2 separate regions of the Bicyclus anynana genome follow, and region 2 is linked to region 1. Evidence: chromatin contacts called from public Hi-C data. All regions are on one chromosome and are shown on one strand. The core of a region is the stretch at or near the end of the contact, and the rest is flanking DNA. Distances in the headings are between cores, read along the strand shown. Region 1 holds the start of LOC112047477. Region 2 holds the start of LOC112044388 (ubiquitin-conjugating enzyme E2 N).

Evidence for each region. A called contact is a pair of places that touch in the nucleus more often than the background predicts.
Region 2: a contact with region 1 is called in a Hi-C map of whole body, with 10 times the contacts expected there. The contact joins the promoter of LOC112044388 here to the promoter of LOC112047477 in region 1. A contact is called at or near these places in 2 of 2 Hi-C or Micro-C datasets (whole body and whole larva).

What each region holds. Positions count from the first base shown.
Region 1 is chr1:1,809,673-1,814,274 of ilBicAnyn1.1, reverse strand. It overlaps LOC112047477, which reads left to right and starts at 2,825. Exons shown (of 3, transcript XM_024084604.2): 1 at 2,825-3,041; 2 at 3,474-3,731. The coding sequence starts at 2,937.
Region 2 is chr1:2,088,869-2,093,470 of ilBicAnyn1.1, reverse strand. It overlaps LOC112044388 (ubiquitin-conjugating enzyme E2 N), which reads right to left and starts at 2,040. Exons shown (of 1, transcript XM_024080218.2): 1 at 674-2,040. The coding sequence starts at 1,818. The coding sequence ends at 1,363.

The DNA of each region.
Region 1 (4,602 bases), core at 1,576-4,075:
CCCTCCGTCTAAAAAGAAGTCATTAAAACATTTAAATGAGCACCCAATTTGAATACAACTTTAATTATTATAACTTAAGGTTCTTATTTGTGTGTCAACTATATCCATTTATGGTTTTATTTCCCCAAAATAACGAGTCATCGAAATCATCTCAGGGTTCGCTCGAGACAGGTGCCTGCTTATTAAAAAAAAAACTTCGAGAATGGGGTTCCTTACTCACGATTATTAATTTTAGGGCGCTTAAAGAAACATGATCTACAAGTCGTCTTCATCATCAAGCTTAATATTAACGGCCAGATTTCCCATCTTATAGAAGAGGGGATATGGAACTTAGACCCACCATGCTGCCTCAATGCGGACTTAGAGTGATAAATAAGTGGCGTGCACTTTCTAAATGCAAAAATACACTGCCTACCCTAAGGAGTCATAACGAACCTTGATTGGTAAACGAGTTTTTGAACAGGTCGTACGTAAAATGCATACCCCACTAAAATGTCTGTACACGCCAATAGTGGTAATGTTAAATTCTTTAACGATCACTAAAAGAGCTCTCCCGAGGCACAAGAGTGTAACACCACTAACTTCCCAATTGGTGAGAATGATTACTAATCATTTCTAAGAAATCAAGCTGAGTAATACTTCTGATTTTTCTGCAGTCTTCCACTGAGAATTCTAAGTAGGTACAATATTTTTTCCGTCCAACACAAGACGCAAACGCAAGCCCACACAAATCTCATTCGAAGTTGAATCGGAGGATCAGAAGCATACAGAGAAAGCAGAGGTTTCATCATTAACAACCCATATTCGCTTCACTATTGAGCACGAGTGTCCTTTCCAAATTAGAGAAGTTCGGCGAATAGTTCACCACGCAGTATGCAGCTTTTCTCGCGATGCTTTTCCTTCACCTTTTGAGACGCATGATATTCAAATTCTTACGTAACTGAAAAGTTTGAAGTGCATGCCCCGGACCGAATTTGAAATTAGGCCCTTCGATTCGATGGCAGAATCCATATCCACTGGGCTATTACGTTACGACTATAGATTCAGGGCTAGGTAATCTTAAAAAGATTAAGTCCTACCACAATAAACTAAGTCTTATTATCTACGCGGTAACGGCCTGACTCAACAACGAGAGGTCATGGGTTCGATACCCACCCTATTTTTGTACCCACTCCTAAAAGTAACTCCGACTCATCGAAAGGGAACGAAAAAACATACTGTATAATACAGTAACATCAAAATATTGATATTTAAAATTTACGAAAATGTATCTAAAAAAACAAGCCCTTTAAAACGTTTACTATCTGTTTATAAATTTCGTTACGGTACTCTAAAAAGTTGGTGAGTAAAAAAATACCTGATCTCAGCAATTAATGTATGGTATGGTACCTATAAATAAGTCAGGTACGAAAGAGCGAATGAACGATTTCGTAACGACCGTAATCCTGATCTTTATATGGCAGCTATTTTTTAAACTTGACATCATAAAGCAATTTATTTTACTATAGGTATAGGTACACTAAATAATTGTAACTGCTGGTTGGTAGGTTTCCCATAAACAAACTTAAGTCCAAAGATTATTTGAAAGAAAGTAGGAATGAAATTTATTCAGATTTAAAACATGTGCATTTGTACAATCCATGTACATAGCCATACATAATAAAGAATGTCCAGAAGCATTTACAGGCAGCATCGTGAAGCCGGTGAAACCCGTAAAAAAACGTCACGCGTCTTCTTGACATCCGCGTATACTTTTTTATAATTTGTATTTAAAAATTTAAAACTAACAAGAATTACGTAAATAAATATAACATTCAATACCATTAAAAAAATCCATCTTGTTTCTTTAGTCTTGAATAATATTGAAAATTACTAATACGACGCTTTGTGTCGTACTAACTCGAGAATGTATTCGTTTTTGAATTTTGTATTTGGAACAGTTAAGACACCGTCGTGATCTGTGCGCTCTATCTGCCCATTATTGTTTAATCTGTGACCATACATCTCTAATGCCTAGTTCAGCCTACTTTAGTATTTTAGTCGAGTACGAACGATTTTTGAGCGGTAAATCCAAAAATTGTTCGTAGGTACTCAACTAAAAGACTAAAGTAGTCTGTAGGGCCTATTACGGATTTGTGATACATTAATATGTGCCTATATACTACTTGAAAATTTCACCTGCGATTGCGAAAGTTCAATAAAACACATTCATCAAATAGTACGTTTTCCATACTCATTTTTTTCTGACGGAACTTGAAAATAACCCTTTTTCTTTTTTTGAAACAAAATATTCGAAGTAAAATTTTACAAAATGATTTTAAATATAGCGCCATCTATTATGGAATAGCAACTCTACTTACTTCTGCAATAAAAAATAGAGATTATTTTATGCATTTGTATTTTCTTTTTAATAAATAAAATGTATTCATTAATCTAAATATGTTTAATATTTAAAGATTAAAAAAACTAGCTATTATAATAAAATAGCTAATCCAAGGAAATAAATTTATCGTTATATTCTAAATCTAGACTTTAATACAAAACATTATTTATTCAGCGGTTTATGCAAAACATCTTTGAATTTCTCTGCACTGCACTCAGAGGATTTAGAATTATGTGCATTGCAGTTTTGTTCTTCATTCTCTATCGTCTTTAACGTTATTATTCTGTGTTTTACTAATTTAATTTATAAAGTGATCTGTGATGTGATCTGTCTTGCGGCTGCAGCTTAGACCGTTATTAATGGTCTAAGGGCTGCAGATTCCATTGACAACATAGAGTGTAATCATATTATCTTGTTAATCTGTGGTGGTGCAATCATTGACGTGATTGACAGATCACGGATGACAGAAAGTCGAAACTCGAATTATATTTTTTGTGAAAATGCCTTTTTGACGAGATTTGCCGATAAATTCGATTAATTAATTTTTATAAACATGGGCGGTTCGCAAAGCAGTCGAAAGTTAAGTGTAGACAACGAAAATGCCATACAAGTCTCTCAAGAGGCTTTAGACCGCATACAAGACCAGCTGAATGCACGAGTAAATATGTTTTACCATTACATAATTTTACATCAATGTCATGTAATTAAACAAAATAAATAACAAGTTTTAGCTATGGAAATTAAGATTTATTTTTCGCAAATTATTCTCTAGAACTTCGCTCATATTCATGTACTTCATTACCAGTTATTAAAACCTAGTTCAAATAAGGTTAGATAGACCTTAGTTTACACTAAAAATAATAAAGCAGTTATCATTTTTCTCTTTTGTTATCATTTCAATACTTTACTTGGGTTAATAAATTTGAAAAATCTCTTGAGCCATCTATATATATATAAAAATGAATCCATCCATATATCCCTTGGTCATTTAAAAATTAAGGGGTAGGTCAGGGGTAGTTGAGAGTTTACATCAAGTTTTATGCAGTCGCGGGCGTCTGCTAGTACTTTATAAATTTAAAATAAATTACAGCAAGCTGAGCAGCCACAGCCAAAACCTCAGTATGCTCCACCACCATTTTACGATACATTGAAACAACAAGAGTATGCAGCAGAGGAAGCCTACTGGGCCCGTCGTATTGAAAATCTAAAAAGGGTGCATGAGAAAATCAACAGTGGTATGCACATAGAGTATCAGAAAACATTAAAAGAAGCAAATGAACTATTTAATATGGTACAAGCAGACAAAGTTGTCAACAAATTACCTCCATGCCAAGAAGAAAAAGCAAAGGTGTGTTATCTTTCTTAACTTATCTTATAAAAGAATGTTTTCTCTTCAAATATTAAAAGATTAGCAGGCCCAAGTAGAAAAGCTCTTTTAAAATAAAAACATATTTGATTACAATATTTGGTGGTAGTTCTCAGGTGTAAATTGTGTTTAAAGTTAAGTTTAAATTTTCCCAGAAGATAAATACAGTTTTCTTCAATAATTATGTAAGGATAAATTATTCTAAAATATAAATAATGCACACTTTACAAGTTCAACATTTATCTGCTGCGCACATTCCCGGACAGCTCACTAACTGGATGCATTCTAAGAGTTACTATTAGTATTATAGCTTGGCGTTCATGACACTCCCAAGATATGCGGGCAACGGGGTGTGAAGTCATTCACGCGGAACAGAGGAAAAGACGAAAGAGGGTATGAGTTGTGTTTGTGGGACATTGCTACCCCCCTCCTGGCTCATGCGGACCATCTGGAGTGTTGTGAACGAATTTGGCAAGCTATTAAGCTTAAGTCTTCACACTACTTAAGTCCAACAGACTTATTCACTATCTTTGACTTATGCTAGTTGACATATACAAAATTGAGACTCAATGTAAAAATATCATCCGGTGCTTACTGTACTGTATCACACATTAAGTAAATGATATTTTGTCATTTGATTTGATGTTTATTTTAACAGGTTAATAATAAAGACTGAAATAGTGAATAAACCAGCTATGCTAATGGCATTTGTTATTAATATTTTTGAATAATATAGTGTTATTAAAGTAAAACTTCTTTACACACACATGACTTGGTTACAAAAAGTGTAATCTGCCAAGACAGAATTTTTGAGCCACTACATAGTCCAAAAGCCAATGCAGGTACTGAAATA
Region 2 (4,602 bases), core at 791-3,290, 280 kb before region 1:
AGCGTGGTGGACCATTTGGCCTAACCCTTCTCATTTTGAGAGGAGACTCGAGCTCAGCAGTGAGCTGAATATGGGTTGGTAATGATGATGATGATGAGAAAGCTATGTTACACTACAACATATGTCAATATAACATATTTTATCTCAAGAAAACTGAAACTATGCAGATGAAACAGTGGGGCGTCAGCTAGTAATATTATGTAGAGTTAATAGATTAATAGAAAAGAGAATAAATCTCATAGTATAGACCTGAGTTCCTTCAGACTAAATTCTTAATTCTTTGTAAAAAGGTTATTAACATACCTAAATTATAATTATCTACATAAATAATTACAGTCAACTGGCCATTTGAGGATAAAATATTAGCTCATAATTTTATTCAGTCACTGAGTTTTGATAAATATACTATTATAGGTTATGTCACTTAAAAAGAGCACTAATTGTTGATCTATTTGTTACAATCATTTTATCTATTAAGGCAGAAAATAAGTATGATTATGTTATCTAATGTTTATTTAATATTAATTTTATGCCATACTATTTGACATGAGAAAACATGAGACACAGCCTCATGTTCAAATTAATATCACAATAGAACTATTACAGTTGGAAATCTATTGAAGTAGGTACTTAATGCTGTTTTTAACTTCAGGAATGGAAATAAAAATAAAGGTTAGCATTTGTTTATTATGTATTTTCAAGTTTCTCACAAAGCCAAATCAAATGTACATAAATACAATTTAATGATAACCTTTTATACAACGTATATAGTACATAAGATTCATTTTTAAATTATTTTATGCAAATAATCACTGGAAAAATAATAAATTACTCAATATTCCACTAGTTATGAAGAAAATCAGTATCTGCAGAGATCAAGAACTGATAAACCTTTTGTTGCACTTCCAAACTGATAAAGTTATACAAAGGCGTTGAACTTTGCGACCGTACACTATATCCTTTGTATAAATGTAACCAAATTTGATCAACTATTAAAGTATATACAATAGGGTCTCAGGAATTTTTATATTTAGCTATTTTAATAATTATAGTAAAAAAATATGCATACCTAATATCATAACCAAGCTACATGTGTTTGGGTAAAGGATAATCTGTGGGCTTGCCAGACTACACTCGGCAGCCAGGGGCGAGGCTATGGGAGAGCCGAGGTCGGCCGTGGTGAGCCGAGGTCGGCCGCGGCACGAGGGCTCGGTGCCCCCGCCGGTAATAAAAATTTGTCCACAATTGTCTCTCCACAAGTTACTCGATCTAGGTAGTAAAACATAACTTGCACTCTTAAAATCATGTTAAATATATTGTGTTCGTCCAGTGCGCGGCGCGCGTGGACAAGGCACGGCGCGCTCAGTTGTCCATGGCGTATCTCCTGGTCCACTCCTTCGCGTTTCGGATAGCCTCGCTCTCGTTCACTTTCCACAGCTCGGCGACGTCGTTGGCCAGCGGGTCGTCGGGGTTGGGCGCCGACAGCAGCGCCTGGATGGACAGCAGCACCGTGCGGATCTGCAGCGCGGGACTCCATTTGTCTTTCAGGATGTCGAGGCATATGCGACCTAGCCGGTCTATGTTCGGGTGGTATATTTTAGTTATAAACCTAACCTTAGGCGCTGACATAGGATAGTCCTCTGGCAGGAATAGTTCTAATTTGAATAGTCCTCCCTCGAACGGTGAGTCCTCCGGACCGGTGACGATTACGTGAAAGTAACGCGCGTTGTTCTCGCTCGGTACCGCGCTGATCCCCGGCACGGGTTCCTGCATCAATCGCTGTGTCTCTTTGATTATTCTACGTGGTAGGGCTGCCATTTTATTTATGCGGTCTAGCGCAATTTGTCAAAAAGCAGGTATTCATATAATTGTTTAATATATCAAATTGTCTTTGCACTTCACGTATTTTAACTATATTTGAGGCACGTATTTTATACTAATAAATTATAATAGCATTTTAACCATGATAATGCTGAAAACGCAACTCTAAAAGCGATGGTTTTAGTACCAACTTCAATTTTTTAACTGGAGCATAGATAAAGTAGAAGTAAAATATGTCACAGAGTAAGGATATTTCAAAGTGTATTATAGAATACGATGCGTTCATAAATGCCCCACGCGGGTTAGTTGGTGGTGGTAAACTTAGTTTGTGGTACATAGCCACTGTGTCGTAGTTTAGCTATTCGTCACTAGATGGCCATAACAAACGTTCAACTTGTTTAGTTTGGCGATTCACCAGTAGATGGCCAAAATAATATTCTTGTTGACCGCCATTTTTTGGGTTTCGTGTTGGCTTGTGCCGACGCTAGATGGCGCGACCTGTTTCCGTAAATAATAGGGAATTCGAGAGGGGTAGCCAGTTTATGTAGTTCAGGAGAGTGTTAGTTAACTGTCAAGGGATCTCTTAACTCTACACACAACGATATACAAGTTCGTGACTCCACTCAAGGTCATTCTCGGCATTCTAGGGTCTTATTTTGGTCACAGTTTGATTTGTTGATTAAGTTGTTCTGACAAATATTGTGAATCATATCCTTTGTTCGACATTGATTTTCTTATTTCTGTAATCCACTTTTGAGTCTGCTAAAAGTACCTATTATTATCGTTGTAGGTCATTAAATATATGTGGTGTTGGTAAAACATTATTGTTTTCACCAGCACCACATTTTTTATTTTTTTTTTTACATTATTAATACTCAGCAAATCTATAGCGTCACGAATTTTAATATGCTTCCCCTTTATCCTACATATTTTCCTGTTTGCAAAAGCCTAACCTAATGGTTTATTATAATAATTCCCACAAATTCCGTCTAACCCGAGGCGAGTTGTCGTAACGGTGGAGATTACAGTCGAATGCTCGACGCGAGCTGTCAACTCTTCTCGAGGGGAATTTTGTACAAAAAGGAACTTATTATCCTTGTAAATCCAGGTGCATGTAGGTATCTATCTAGGGTTGAACATAACATTTTTTTTTTAATTTATAATGGTCGATTTTCGAGAAGTGAGAATATAGCTCTTTTGTCTTATTTACTATAATAAGTTTTTCATATTGCAATTGCAATAATTAATTTAATACTTATTAATAATCTCACGTAATTCAATTTAGTTAAATTATTTATATAGGTATTTGAACTTTCGAGAAAATGTTGATGAAAAAAATCCCTCCGGACAATTTTTGTAATCCTGGTTGGGTGAGATTGGGTGATATTTTATGAAAATAAAAACGCTTTTTCGTGTAAAATAAAAAACAAACGTTAAAAACATTGTTGTGAAAAGGTAATTAATACAAATTAACCCTGTATAAACTTATTAAAAATTTTTCTTTTATTCTGATTACAATAAGGCTTTTGCGCTAAGTCAAGATTTCTTCCAGTTCTCTCTACTGTAAGCCGCATGAAAGAAGTTCGTTCCAAAATCGCCGATCACGAAGTTTCACTTCATAAATATATTGCTTTTGATATCAACCCTATTGAAACAAAGTAATCCTCAGGCGTAACATGTAACATGACAGGAGTTATGAAAGAATCGCTTATTAAACTTGTCTCGAGTCGAAGAATTTTACTACAACGCAGTTTCAGCGAAATAAGATTTAGTAGTTACCTACCTACCTAGTCGTTGGTAGTCTTTATGGTTGCCAACCGTACTATAATATATAGTATTGTACTATATTTCGGGTCTGCGTACTATATACTGTTGAAGAAATTTATAGTACGCAGAAATTCTATATTTTCAACAACTATATATAAACATATAAAATCCGAACTTGAAAAACGTACGAAACTTATTTACTCAAGACAAAAAATCTTCAAAAATACAGTAAGTGTAAATAAATATAGATTTTATATATATTTTTTTTTATAATTCTTTATTTCAGGTTATGCACCCATTTAAAATACACAGATAATATAGAAATAATAATTAAATAATAAAGGAGATCATTCACGCTCCATACATTTTTGGGCTCTTTTTGAAAGTGCCGGCCAACAAAAAAAAATGGCACGAATCGTTAGAGCTAGCCATTGGGAGTAATAACTAATATGGCATGAAAGTTGTAGGAGGGCTCTGAACCAAGTTATACAGGTTCGAAGATTCGTTATTTCCATACATTTTGTCGATTTTCAAAAGTGCCCGCCAAGAAAAAAATCTGGTACGTATCGTTAGAACTGCCCATTTGTAGCAATAGTTTGTACGCCACGAATGATGTAGGAGTGCTCTGAACCAAGTTATACAGGTTCGATTACTCGTCACTTCTATACATTTTACTGAGTTTTGTAAGTGCCAACCAACAAAATAAATGATACGTATCGTTATAACTAACTATTTGCAGCAATAGTTACTATCGCATAGACATTGTAATGTAGCTCTCTGTCAAGTTATACAGTTTCGATGATTCGTTAAATCCATACATCTTATTGATTTTTTAAAGTGCCGTTTGACAAAAATATGGTACTTATCGTTAGAACTGCCCATTTTGGGCAATATTTAGTATGACACAAATGGTGTAGTTTTGGTCTGAACCAAGTTATAAAGGTACGATGCCTCGTCACTTCTATGACTTTAATTGAGTTTTGTGCCCACCAACAATACTAATGAAACGTATCG